3 separate regions of the Zea mays genome follow, and regions 1 and 2 are each linked to region 3. A link is a contact called in public Hi-C data. All regions are on one chromosome and are shown on one strand. The core of a region is the stretch at or near the end of the contact, and the rest is flanking DNA. Distances in the headings are between cores, read along the strand shown. Region 1 holds the start of LOC100285832 (26S proteasome non-ATPase regulatory subunit 13). Region 2 overlaps LOC103626304 (protein ACTIVITY OF BC1 COMPLEX KINASE 7, chloroplastic). Region 3 holds the start of LOC100274173.

Evidence for each region. Hi-C and Micro-C count contacts between places; a contact is called where the count stands out from the background.
Region 1: a Hi-C map of tassel shows a contact between it and region 3, with 5 times the contacts expected there. The contact joins the promoter of LOC100285832 here to the promoter of LOC100274173 in region 3. A contact is called at or near these places in 3 of 25 Hi-C or Micro-C datasets (ear, leaf and tassel).
Region 2: a Hi-C map of endosperm shows a contact between it and region 3, with 2.3 times the contacts expected there. The contact joins the enhancer-like site here to the promoter of LOC100274173 in region 3. A contact is called at or near these places in 3 of 25 Hi-C or Micro-C datasets (ear, endosperm and tassel).

Annotation. Positions count from the first base shown.
Region 1 is chr5:46,973,498-46,977,932 of Zm-B73-REFERENCE-NAM-5.0, reverse strand. LOC100285832 (26S proteasome non-ATPase regulatory subunit 13) reads right to left here and starts at 2,578. Exons shown (of 7, transcript NM_001158722.1): 1 at 2,402-2,578; 2 at 2,050-2,273. The coding sequence starts at 2,196.
Region 2 is chr5:47,547,689-47,552,126 of Zm-B73-REFERENCE-NAM-5.0, reverse strand. All of the region lies in intron 13 of LOC103626304 (protein ACTIVITY OF BC1 COMPLEX KINASE 7, chloroplastic), which reads left to right. Among protein-coding and RNA genes, the nearest start is that of LOC103626304, 41 kb to the left of the region's middle. Within about 2 kb of position 3,171, at least 1 of the 20 cell types and tissues checked has an H3K27ac peak or open chromatin away from gene starts, as enhancers often do. A contact at or near this core is called in endosperm, where this site is marked.
Region 3 is chr5:47,279,973-47,284,673 of Zm-B73-REFERENCE-NAM-5.0, reverse strand. It overlaps LOC100274173, which reads right to left and starts at 2,050. Exons shown (of 20, transcript NM_001360556.1): 1 at 1,630-2,050; 2 at 1,168-1,233; 3 at 563-669. The coding sequence starts at 1,875.

The DNA.
Region 1 (4,435 bases), core at 1,329-3,828, 310 kb after region 3:
AACCCCCTTGGCTGGTTTGGTTAGTGGTTTTGCATATGTGGAACTCCACACTGGCTCGTTTCAATGGCATGGTGTCAAGTCCCACCTATCAGCCCACACCGCCGCCGCCAACCGGGTGGTGTGCACACGCTGCTGCTGTCCCCATCGCTCGCACTCGTGTCATCTTGTGGACGCCCCACGTCCTGGCACTAGCTACCGCACCACAACTGCCGCAGCGCAGCGTCAAAGAGGGACGCTGACCTCGCCACGCAGAACTTACACTAGACATCCATCCTTCACCTCAGCATCGAGCTCTCCACCACATCCCCGGTGCCTGCATCCTCGCCGATATCAAGCTGCTCGCACCGACCTCAGGCAGATAGAGCAGCATGTCCACTGGCATCGTCAACGACATGTGTGCGTGGATCCTGCTCATGATCGCCTTCACCATCTCGAAGGTGAGCAGCACCGCACTGTCGTCCCTACAGGTGCTCCTCTTTGGGGCGCTCTTCGTGCTCTTTTGCTTCTACGCCATGCACCCCAGCATGTTTTGGTTCATCCACTACACCCCCGAAGGTATCTGCACTTTTGCTTCTCTATCATGCTCACCGGCGTGTGCACTCGGTCTTCGGCACCTTTGTCTGTGGACTGGTCGGCATGGTGAACTGCAAGATGGACCAGTCCTCACGGGCACAGCTGGCAGTCATGCTTGTGGGAATCTCGGCCCTCCACTTGCTGTCATCATCATCATTAATAAACTCTAGTGACACTTTACCTTCTCACAAACGATAGGTGCAGCAAACCAGTCCCTTGAAGGCAAGATCGGTTACGTATGGGTAGCAGAAATATGCATGAAACTAGTAATGTGTGTTAGTTCCTTGGTTGCAACTTGCATGCATGCATGAGCATGCTGAGAAAGGGAAACATAGAATCAGGGGAAGGAAGCCAGTGGTGGCGGCTATGGATCGGATGAGGCAGTGGTGGCAGCCGTGATTCTTGAAGAATGGGCAGTATGCAGTGCGCTTGTTCGCAGCCACCGCAAGGCTGTGTACGAAAGGGGGCACCACGCACTTGGATGCTCTTAAAGCAGCGGTAGTTGCCGAGCGTGCATGCAGACGTAGCAAAGGGGCAGGCCAACCGGGACATGATGATCATAAAGCCAGCCAGGCTGACAGACGGTTCAATGTGCCACAGTGTCATAGCTAACTTGGAATGCCAGCTAAGCACAGCCACTTGACAATACCGTCACAGGGGTTATTTGCCTGGCTTTGCAAAGTTTATGTAGTTTTATAAGTCCAAGGTTAAGTAGATTACCCTGAATACATTAGGGGTTATATAGACTTTTTCCTTTTATTAAACATGGCAATGAACAATTGAAAGAAGCATACTTATAAACAACCAGAATGACCAGCATGCCCACTAGAGAACAAAGGAACTCTTGATAAAACAATAGGTACATGAGATATAGATAATTAGATTTGGTATTTTATTAAACACAGCAATAAACAATTGAAAGAAGCAACTCAGCCTCCTCTGGTTTTCCTTCGACATCATTGTTCTTCAGCAATTGCACATACATCCAGCATCGAAGTTTGGTTCAGTGAAAACTCATGTAATATATGATAGATATCAAATGTACCATTCAAATGAGAATAACCAGAACAACTCATTGATAAGTTTTTTGTATCCAATTCAATTATGTTTGATTAAAGCAAACTGGAGCTGCAGATGGATACTCGAATAACATGCATAATGTTTTATAGGTCCAAGACACAAACTGGTGAAGCTCACAGTATATCAGAATTGAATTAAGAACCATGAGCAACAAAGAATTGACCAAATACTGGAGAGTTGTATGTAATTTCCCCACATAAGTAACTCAACATGATTAGACTAGCAACAATTATCCAGTCGCTACTCTTAAATCATACTAAAGCATGGGGAAGTATAGGAGGCGGAGTGGGTTTGCAGCGAGATCCGCCCTATGAACGAAGCCATCTACAAAGCCTTAACTGACCCTAAGACGAGGAAGGCGGCGGGGGAGAGAGAGAGGAGGAAAAGGAAGCGAACCTGTGCGGCCTGGAGCTGTAGGAATTGGTCGAGCTTGAGGGTGAGCTGGTGCCATAGCTTCTGCTGGTAGAGGTCGGCGAGGGAAGCATACCAGTCGGCGAGGTCCGGGCGCGCCTGCCGCTGCGCCTCCACGTACTGCAGCGCCATCGCAATCCAACTCCGGTTCCCGTCCCGAGCAAGCAGCTGTTGGTCGGTAGGGTTTGAGATAAGATCTGCTACGACGACTGCAGCTGCGAGGGAGACGACTGAGAGAGAGAAGAAGGTAACCACCACCAGCAACAGCAATGCAAAAATAAAACCCTAGCGCTGGCGGAGGTGTGGCAGGAGAAGAGGGGAAGGGGGTGATACTTGCCGTCAGACGGAAGGGAAGGATCCGGGTCGGTCGATTGGTAGATCTATATTCCGCAGGTCTGGACTCGACTGAAAGTGCAAGAAAGAGGAGAAGCCCGACGACGGCTGCGACGCAGCGACGGGGAGAACACAAGACGAGTCGGAGGCGACGCCATACTGCGGACAGCCCAATGCAAATGCGTGCGTGGGGCAGCGGCCCATCCAGCAAGAAATCAAACTCCGCCCATGGGCCTCTCCCCTACGTTGTTGCAAGTACGACCGATTGACCGGTTTGCTGCATGAAGTAACTTGTTTATATTTAAAAAATGGAATTTCAATTTTATATCTTGACTACTAAAAATATCTGCGGCTCCTGAACAGACGTGACAACTAGTTTGGTGACAAAGGAATGGTAGAAGATCCATACAAAATGGTCCCTATAGCTCTAGAATTAGGCGCCACAGCACCTATCGCTGATATCGAGCCAGCTCGGCTCATTCCAGCTCAAGCTGACTCGTTAAGGTAGTGTTTGGTTAAAGAGCCAAGTAGAACGGAGCCGTTCTGTCCCAGTTTTGTTGTTGTTTGGTTACAAAGTAACTAAAACGGAATGACTCCAATTAGTGAATATTCTCCTCAGATCCGGAATCATTCTGCTCCAAAAAATCAACCGGACGGAGCCGCTCCGTTCCCATCCCGCTCTCACAGTCACGCTCCGTTCTGTTCACTCTGCAACCAAACAAAAAACAGAGCCGCTCCGTTCCAGATTACCAAACACAGAACAGAGCGGCTCAACAATAGAAAATAATAATTATACTCATAGTTCAGAGACCACATCAATGTATCATCAAATTAACACAACTCGTCACTCATCAATTCACTATTCGCACACATGTTTATCAGTTTAACTCACACTTATATTCTCATAGAACAATTTAACACATATACATAGTTCATCAATCATTAGTTTTACTCATTGGTCATAGATACCACACATACATATAACATGGTCATCAATTGTTACGTAAATGATATGCATATAGTTTTGTTTTGCTGAAATGTGATAGCTCGTTTAGCTCGTGAGCTGGCTTGTTAACAAACCGAGCCAGCTCGTTAATGAATTGAGCTCGGATGCCAGCTCAGCTCGTCAAAAAAATTAAACGAGTCGATCCGAGCCGAGCTGATCACGAACCGAGCGAGCTAACGAGACACGAGCATTTCATCCAGCCCTACCTATCGCTTGTGGCAGGGCAGTAGGTGTCATGACGCTCAATTGCTAGTTGGCAGGTAACAATTTTTAGTTATATAAACCTATTATGTGTTTTTAGGGTTTTACTAGTCGGTTGTCCGTGCGTTGCAACGGCTCACAACAATACTCATGTAAATTATCCACTAAAAAGATCTCAAGATTTTTTATTCATTGTCTTCGCTCTCCGCATAATATTTTTTTTATTTGACTAACTCATGTTGTTGTTTACTCCATCCAATATGTTTGGTACAACACGGCAAATGAAGGGAGCAATTAGAAGAAAGTTCACAACGACTGACTGAACGAACAGAAATTATAGAATGACATAATTCCACCATAAATAGACCAAATAAGAGGAAGTTTGTGAGCTCAAGTTTCTAAAATAAGTCACATGAACTCAAACTTATAAAAAATATAGATCAAAATATGGAGTGGTTGCTAAAGTCAAGCATCAATAAAAATTGGATGCGCTCCATACAAATTATGGTACTTTGTAGCAATTACTAACGTTTAAAACCAACAAATAACCTTTCCTTTTACTGTTAGCGTGACAAATCATTGTTGCTCCATTCAATTCAGCAACCTCAAATACCATGGAGTCCATTGCACCAAGGTGGTCTCCGAAACGACCTAATGCATGCAAGAGCCAAGAACACAAGGGACGAGCATCCTGTGGTAGTGCATGCATAGATCTCCAAATTCTAACACATATTTTTGCAGGATCCATGAGCCAGCATCAGAAGAACACAAACCATGTGCAGACAATAAATAAAGTATTAACATATCCAAATTATGTTTAGTCCTTAGCAC
Region 2 (4,438 bases), core at 1,922-4,421, 270 kb before region 3:
GACGCTAGTGAGGGTCAGCTAGAGCGGTGCGGACAGAGGAGGGGACCAGGGAGGCGTCCGGTGGAGTGGCAGTCGTATTGGCAGCCATGATCAGCCGGTCGATAGGCCGAAGGACACCGGCGGCACGACGAGTCACCATGGGGTGAGTGTGCCCGGGGTCGCGCTGTATGGCGACCGGGTGGTACACCGATGGCTCAAGGGCTACGGGCACAGCCGGCCCGCGGTGGTGATAGACGACGGGGGGTCGATGAAGCGTGCCGCGCTCGTCGAGGGGCTCGGGTCCGTGGGCGCCGAGGGAGGAGCGCTCCCACGGCGGTGGTAGACGATGGCGGGGTCGGCGAAACGGGTCCCGCTCGTCGAGGGGGCCGAGGTCGTCGGGGTCGACGGGGCCGCGTGTGGCGCGGGCAGGGTCGGCGGGGTCGCGCGTGGCGCAAGCGGGGTCGGCGCAAGCAGGGTCGATGGGGCCGCGCGTGGCGCAGACAGACATGCGAGTGGGGGCGTCGAGGCCACATGTGGCATGGACGGGGTCGACGGGGCCGCACGTGAGTGCGGTGAAGCTGCGCAAGGTGCGGGCAAGGGTGCGAGGCGAGGTGCCTGGGAAGGATGGGTACTCAGATCAGACTCAAGGAGGGAGTCGAGATCGTTGGGTGGGGAGGAGACAGCAAGGGGAAACACATCTTCGTCGAAAACGACGTGACGAGATGATGATGCGATGGGAGGTGAGGTCAAGACAACGATACCCCTTGTGGTCAGGAGAGTAGCCAAGGAAGAGGCAGCGAGTGGAGCGTGGAGACAACTTGTGGGGACCAGTAGCGGAAGTGTTAGGGTAGCAGGCCATCCGAACACGCGGAGGTGGTCGTAGGAGGGGGCTGTGCCGTACAGGGCGAAGTAGGGGGTGGGGTGGCTCACCGCCTTCGATGGGAGGCGGTTGAGGAGGTGGGTGGCTGTGTGCAGGGCTTCTGCCCAGTAGCTGGCTGGGAGAGACGCCTGGAAGAGAAGGCAGCAGAGCATGTTGGTGGTGGTGTGAATCATGCGCTCTGCCCGGCCGTTTTGGGCGGAGGTGTAGGGGCACGGGAGACGCAACTAGATGCCGTGGGTGAGGAAGAAAGAGCGAGAAGCGTGGTTGTCGAACTCGCGGTCATTATCACACTGGAGGGCACAGATCGAGCGACGGAATTGGGTGGAGACCCAGGCGAAAAATTGGGTGAGGGTGGTGAATGTGTTGGACTTCAGCCGAAGGGGGAAAGTCCAAAGAAAGTGAGAGAAGTCGTCCAGAATGACCAGATAGTATTTGTAACCAGAGAGGCTGAGGACAGGAGAGGTCCAGAGATCACAATGGACAAGGTCAAAGGGTTGAGCAGCCCTGGACGTGGAGGTGGAAAAGGGAAGACGAGAGTGACGGCCGAGTTGACAGGCATGACAGAGGCGCTCAGAGGAGCCCTGTGAATAGGAGATATCTGAGTGGATGGAAAGTTGAGACCACGTCAGGTCCAGGGTGTCCGAGACGACGATGCTAGACGGCGGAGGTGGTGGTAGTAGCGAGGGCATGGGGGGAAGCTACGCTGGTGTGGCTAGTGGAGGGCAAGTGAAGAGAGTAGAGAGGGCCGGAGCTGTCATAGCGAGCGAGCATGGCACACGAGGGAAGGTGGCATGTGGTGAGCCCCCAGGGATCGAACTCCATCGAACAGTGGTTGTCACTAGTGAAGCGACGAACAGAGAGAAGGGGATGAGTCAGACCAGGAGCAACAAGGATGTCATTGAGGTGGAATGGTCCCGGAAGAACCGATGCACCGACTGAGGTGACCGGGAGAGCGAACCGTTGCCCACGACGATAGAGTGAGGGTGTGGAAGATGGGAGTGAGATAACGAGCTAACAGTAGGGGTAGTGTGGAAGGAGGCGCCAGAGTCGACCACCCAATCGGTGGTGGGAGGGGGAGGTGTTGGCGGCGAAGGTACGATGTGAGCGGAGAGGGCCAAAGAAGATGCCCCGATAGAGGCACTAGGAAGGGAGGGAGATGACACGGGCTCGACCGCTAGGTAGGCGATCACAACACGTGGGAAGACAAGCGGTCCAGGCACATGACGGCCCGCCTGAGGGTGGAGCTCGACGCAGTCCCGGAGAATAGGGTTCCAGGCTGGATCGAAGGACACGAACATGCCCTGGATGAGTTGGTCGTCGTGGAGGAGGGCACCCACGGGCGAGGTAAAGCTCATGTATGGCGGGGGTGATGCCATGGAATCGGTGAGGGTGGAGACAACACTGGTAGGAGTAGCGCAACTACGTGAGTAGCGAGGAGGGCCGTCAAGAAGGGCGCGCGCAACCACCGGGATCGGGTCGGGCGGCGCGGCTGGGAGCAGGGGCCGACGGCGCCCGACGGCTGGGGAAGAGGAGGCCGCGGCGGGGAGCACTCGCGGCAGGGAGAAGGGCGGCTGGGGACCAGCGGCCGACGGAAGTCCAACCGCACGTGCGCTTGCTGAGGAGGCAGAAGTGGCGGCCGCGGTGGCGCTGAGCGTGATGTGGCCGGTGGTGCGGGCGCCGATGGCAGCAGCGACGACGTCGAGGGGCGCGGCCATGGTGGCGGCGGCGCTGGCGGCCCATAGGGCAGCAGAGGCGGCAGCGCTGCTGGGATCCATGGGGCGGCCGCAAGCTATGCCTAGTCAAGGACGCAGCTTCCCTGACATAAAGCAGGCGAACTTGCTGCTCCCACAGTACTCGTAGGGCACGCCGGCCACCGTGAGCAGTCGCTCTAGCACCTCCTTGACCCGGTCAGGCTCCGCAGTCTCGCACTCGAGCTCGTACCTGGTCCCAAAGTCGAACCGTGTCTCGTCGAGCTCCAGCACGAAGCCGCCACCGTCGTCCTCGAGCCCGTACTCGTAGACAGCGCACGTGTTTCCGAAGCCGCCGAGGCAGAGGAAGGGAGCGGCGTCCCCGCCGACGCTGTACTCGGGGTCGTCGGCGTAGGCGAGGGCGAGCGCGGGCCCGAGGGGCTCCTCGATCTCCTCGACGCGGCTGACGCCGGCCTCGATCCGCAGGCGGCGCTTGAGCGCGAGGATGACGCGCTCGACGGGCTGGGCGCGACCGAAGCAGGGGAGGGCGGGCGCAGCCAAAGCAGGGGAGGGCGGGGCTGACGGTGGCCGGTGCGGAGAGGGCGGGCGGTGGAAGTGAGGAGCGGCCACCGGCGGCTGAGGTGGTGGCTGGCGGCTAGGAGGCGGCTGGCGGCCAGGGAAGGCTGGAAAAGAGAAAAAATCTAAACCTAGCTTTGGTACCAAGTTAGAATAGGAAACCCTAACCCTAGCTAGGTTGGGAGATGTATTTATACTATGAGTATCTAGGCCTAGGCCCATTACAGAGGGACGAGACTAAACCCTAATACAGTTCTAACAGGAATGAGCATGAGCTGCTCCACGAGCTCTGCAGAACAGCCACTGAAAAAGATTTTTGTTATTGAAGTCATTAGACTTAGGAGATAAGAAAACTCAGATAGGATTAGTGTAATTAGATTGGTGTATGTATTAAGTCATTAGACGGTTTATATAAAGTATATGACTTAGGAGATAAGACAACTCAGATACATATGGCAGTTTACGAGACACAATATCTACAAGACACAATATTTTTTTTCTCTAACATGCAGGATAACCGCGTATCATTATATTAAGAAAAAAAGGTCTGAAATAGACCGAATACAAGGCGCGCAGCCTAAGAAAAACAGAATAAAATAAAACTAAAGACAAAGAAAACATGGAAGAGAGGAGTGAGGGCTAGGGCCCATCACAAGCAACCTTCCTAAAAAATGCAGCCACAATCTTCTAAGGGAAGATGCTCCAGCCATGCCCCATAAATTAGCATCTTCCTAAATGTTGTGCATTAGCGTGGAAATATTTGGGGAGGCCACATCAAACACACATGCGTTCCTATGCTTCAAAATCCACCAGGTCACCAAGATCACTGTAGAGTTAAAACCTTTTTTTGTGAGTTTTCAATACCCTTCCTTCAGCTTGTTGCCACCAGTCCTGAAACACCTTATCACCAGCTTTGGGCGCTAGATGTTGTAGGCCTATTCTGCCCAAAACCTTGAACCAGACATCCCTAGCAAATACACAAGAAACCAGAATGTGCTGAATGGTTTCTTGCACTTGGTTGCAAAGAAGGCATTTCTCAGGATGATCTATGCCTCTTGGAGCTAGACGATCTGCAGTCCCGCATCTATTGAGAGAGGCCATCCATATGAAGAATTTGCAACGCGGAGGTGCCTAGCTCTTCCAAATCCTTTGGGCAGGCTCGAAGGAGATTGACCCAGCGAGAAAGCGATCATATGCAGATTTTGCAGTGTACAGTGTACTCCCCAGAAGGTGTGAACAGCCAATGATGCTGATCCGGGACCCCAGGTTGGAGTTGAACTTCTTGGATTAAATCCCAGACTGAGAAATTCCAAAA
Region 3 (4,701 bases), core at 801-3,300:
CATTGCCAAACTGGTACAAGTAATGTGTTAGCAGAGAAGGGTATCAAAAAATGCTTTAGCTGCTGATGGTGAAGGGTTCAGCATAGAAACAAACGCAACTGTTATGGTTGCTAGATCGAGGGATTAGAGAGGGGTATCGATGGACAGGAACGTCGGCCGGGGGCCTCTGCCCATGGCCGAGCAGAAGAAGGGTTTCTCCCTTCTAATAATTGCCTACTTTATTTCTCACTCATTGATTACATAAATAGGCCAGCTGGCTGCCCCTATGTAGTTAGAGATCCTTATCTCCTTAAAACTCTCCTAAAAACTCTCAACAACTACTAACTGATGACCTTCCTAGATAATCTCAACTAATCTCCTAAATAATCTCAACTAATCTTCTAATCTTATCTCTAACTATCCTTATCTAATCCCCCCCGGAGGGCCCATGGCTGCTGCTGCCGCAGCCCCTCCATGGGCCTCCTTAGGCCCTGACAGCAACATTAAAGTGCAATATGGTAGAACCGTAAAAGTGAAAATAGAAGCATAACTGGCAACAGAGCCATGAAAGTCAGCTACTTACTGACTTTCGTGGTCAGATGAAGAAGATTTCCTTCCATTTTCTAAGCTAGCCTCTTGCTGCGATGTGCTAAAGGCCTTGTTCCCATCACTCAACGCTACTCCTTGTCGCTGCACCATTCAAAAAGAAACAAGTGTAAACCATACGAAAAATTGCTATTACTTAGATTCATAATCAGGGGTGTGAATTGCTGTCCCTAAGGGTCTCCAACCAGGGACGGAGCCAGAAAAAAAAATTAGGAGGGACTGAACTAAATTGCTACAGTATATTAACCCCTTCCATGTTATACCGTGTACACTTTAAATTTTAGGGGAGGCTCTAGTGGGGCTCAATGAACTCGACAGCGGTAGGGGGGGGGGGGGGGGGGGGGGGGGGCTCGAGACGCACCGCTGGCTCCGTCCATGTCTGCAACGACCCTTTTTACTTCAATTATGAGTACTAGCTTTCAAAAATGTGACCAGATTTTGTAGTAGTGACTAAAGAGGGTCGGTCAAGACCCTTAGGAGGCATCCATTTGCATCCCTATTCATAATCACTTTCATGTTCTAGTGGTACTTTGCGATATGATTAACAGAATTGGCACAGCTTAGGGTCTCCACATGTCGAACCTGATCGATTACCATCTCAATTTTCTCCTTCCAAATTAGAGCTTCCTGTATGTTGAATGCCGCCATCTGATACATGCCACAAATAGGAATTGAGCAAAATGAGTGATATTTAACTGAAGCCGTAGGATGAAAATCCAATGACCTTTATCATAACATTTAGCGCAAAAGAGATGAGATGGGAAAAAAACTTAGCAGCGATACAAAGCAGTTTGAAATCCAGTAATCTACTGTTGAATGCACTAAACAAAGTGAAGTTGCTCCGAATGAATACATCATTGATTTACCGTGATGCGGTTGTGCTTCTCCCTTTTGTTATAGACGCATAAGACATAAAGCATCTGCAGCAGGAGAAGTAATGCCCGAACGAAATCATCGTCCCAGACTCCCAGTCATCGCAGAATTATGATAACAAAAAGGAAGAAGAACACCAAAAAGAGATGAGAGAGAGGAAAACAGTTGTACATGTCCATGGTGCATCTTGAGCCCCCTGTCCTCGACCCTGCAGTTGCCATCGATGTGAAGGGACTTGATGGGGAGCTTTCCCCCGACCTTGTCGGCCTTGTGCTGCGGCTTGCGCTTGTAGTAGGACAGCATCCGTGGCTCCAGCACGAAGTAGCGGGTGTGGACGAAGGACCTACCGATCTTGCGCCGACCGTAACGGATCATCCACCCCTCGTATACCACCGACGAGGAAGAGGACGACGACATCACCCCCCTCCCTCAGATCCCTCCCTCTCCTCAGTAGCAAAAACACAGCACCAGACGACGACCGATTCGATCCACCAAACGCAGCTACAGCAGCTGCTGCTTAGCTCCTCTCCTCTCCTGGATTCTTCTCGGGAATAGTGGACTCCTAGTCGTCTGCTCCGTCGGCCTCGGTGAGATCGAAATCGAAGAATGGGTGCAGAAGAGAGGCCATGGACGCAACGCAACCAACAATGCATAGTGCAAACCATCGTTGCTGCTGGGCCGGCTTCTTTAGTCAGTCACAAGGCCCGAATATCCTCCACGCTTGCGATTCCCTGTCTAATGGGCTATTTTTTCTTTAAAAAAGGGATAGGCTAAACTTAGGGGGTGTTTGAATGCACTAATAGTTCAACTATTAGCTATTTTTGGTAAATTAGTTAATAGTTAGGTAGTTATTTATTAGCTAGCTAATTCCACTAACAAATTTTAGCCAACTAACTATTAGTTGTAGTGCATTCAAACACCCCCTTAGAGAGATACATACTTAGTAGGTGTTTGAATGCACTAAGGGCATGTTTGGTTTGTTACCTCAATTGTCACATTTTGCCTAACTTTTCTACCTAAGGTTAGTTATTCAATTCAAACGACTAACCTTAGGCAAAGTGTGGCATATTTAGGCACAAACCAAACATGCCCTAAAACTAATAGTTAGTTGGCTAAAAATTATTAGTGGAATTAGCTAGCTAACAAATAACTACCTAACTATTAACTAATTTACTAAAAATAGCTAATAGTTGAACTATTAGCTAGGGGTGTTTGGATGTCTCAACTAATTTTAGTGACTAACTATTAGTTTTAGTGCATTCAAACACCCCCTTATACGAGCTAAGGACTAAGGAAATATAGAGGTTATTATTATTATTATTATTATTATATGAATTTACTTATATGGGCTAAGCTATCTAGTTTCGTAAAGCCGGATTTCTAAATATCGGTGTGATAATAGTAAGGTCATATACCTTGTGAATCCCACACATTTAGGCTTAGTTTGGCAGTAAGAAAAAATTAGCCCACCAAATATTGCCCGTCGTTGAACACTAATGGAGTGTTTAGTTTTAGAAATAATGTAGTCCATCATTATTAGGGATTTTCTCAAATGCTATGAGTTAAGAACAAGACAATATAAAAATGTTCAATATTAATGTCCTTCGTCCTTCGAAGCATTATTTTTCCAAGAATATAATGATCTTCGGACGAAGGTTACGAAAGACATACCTTCATCATCTCGACATATACATATATATATATATATGATTATTAACAACGAATGAAACATGTAAAGCATAAGAAACAATATGAACAATAACATCATCATATATATATATATATATATATATATATATATATATATATATATATATATATATATTTCTCAGTATATAATCGTAAATCAATATAAGAACAATATTGAATTATATTTAGTACCTTCGGCTTGACAGAAAGTAAAGGTACAAGCGTGACGCAAAAAGCAAATGACCAGTCCGCCTGAACAGTACGGGAGTACTGTTCATTTATTTATAGGCACGGGACGCAGCCCTTATGAAATTACATTCGTACCACTTACATTTGCTAATGATTCTAAAGTAATTCATTGAGGTTTAAGTAGTCTTTTCCCTTTTAAGTCGGTTCTCTTTCCAGCTGCCATGCCGAAGCCCCCTTCCGTGTAGCTTCAGCGCTGCGTCAACCTTCGTCACAATCAAGCTCCATATCATGTCTGCTTTCATCATGAATCCGAAGATACCTGTCCATAAACCATACTTGGAAGACATTGTTAAATTATGTTTTTGAGGACCTTCGAAGGACGAAGGCCCCCAACAGTAGCCCCTCGCAGTATTAATCTGTTAACAAATTCAGACTGCGACATGGACGAAGGCCTTAAGCCGAAGGTCCGAAAAAACACCTTCCCTTTGCTAGAATAGCAACAGTCAATGACAAATGGGACCCTCCAAATTGGAGCGCACTAGGTGTATAAATAAGAACTCACCCCGAGCACACTTGGTACGCTACTTGCCGCCTCATTGTTTGCTCAATTTTTTAGCCCTTGCTTACCAGCACTTGCTTAGCTTCTTAGACTTCCTAAGCTTCGGTTTTAAGGACACATTTTCACCATTTTCGAAGAAAAGATGTCTCAAGACAAAAAAGTTGCTGCTGAGACGAAGCTGAGCGAAGAGGTGAAGCTCCTTGAGGAGAAGACTGCTGGATTTGTAGAGTCAATAGCGAAAACAAATACAGAGAAGATTACAAAAGAGATACTTGAAGGCTTGTTTGAAGATACCGATGATAGCGACAGTTATGATGTAGAGAGTGGAGGCAAAGACTCTAAAGATCGGCCCTAGCGGCCAAGTCATGCAGTCTTCGGGAAATCGACTATCAAGCAGAGTCATCTTGACCATATGAGAGGAAGGTACTTTCGAGATATGTCTATTGTTAGGGCTGACGTAGACAGGGTCGTTCCTGCTCCTGAAGAAAATGAAGTTGTGATCTACCGAAGCTTCTTCAAAGCTGGACTTCGGTTCCCGTTAAGCAGATTTGTTGTTGAAGTTTTAAAGATATACCAATTTTTTCTTCACCAGATCACTCCCGAGGCAATTGTTAGAATGGGGATCTTCGTCTAGGCTGTGAGAAGTCAAGGTCTAGAGCCAAGTGCAAGGTGTTTTTGCAGTATGCACGAACTTTCGTATGATACGAAGCCCTGGGATAAAGAACAGTATCATAAAAATTTTGGTTGCTATAGCTTCGTTGCTCGCTCTGGCTCAAGCTACCCAGTGCCAACGTTTCAGAAAAGGT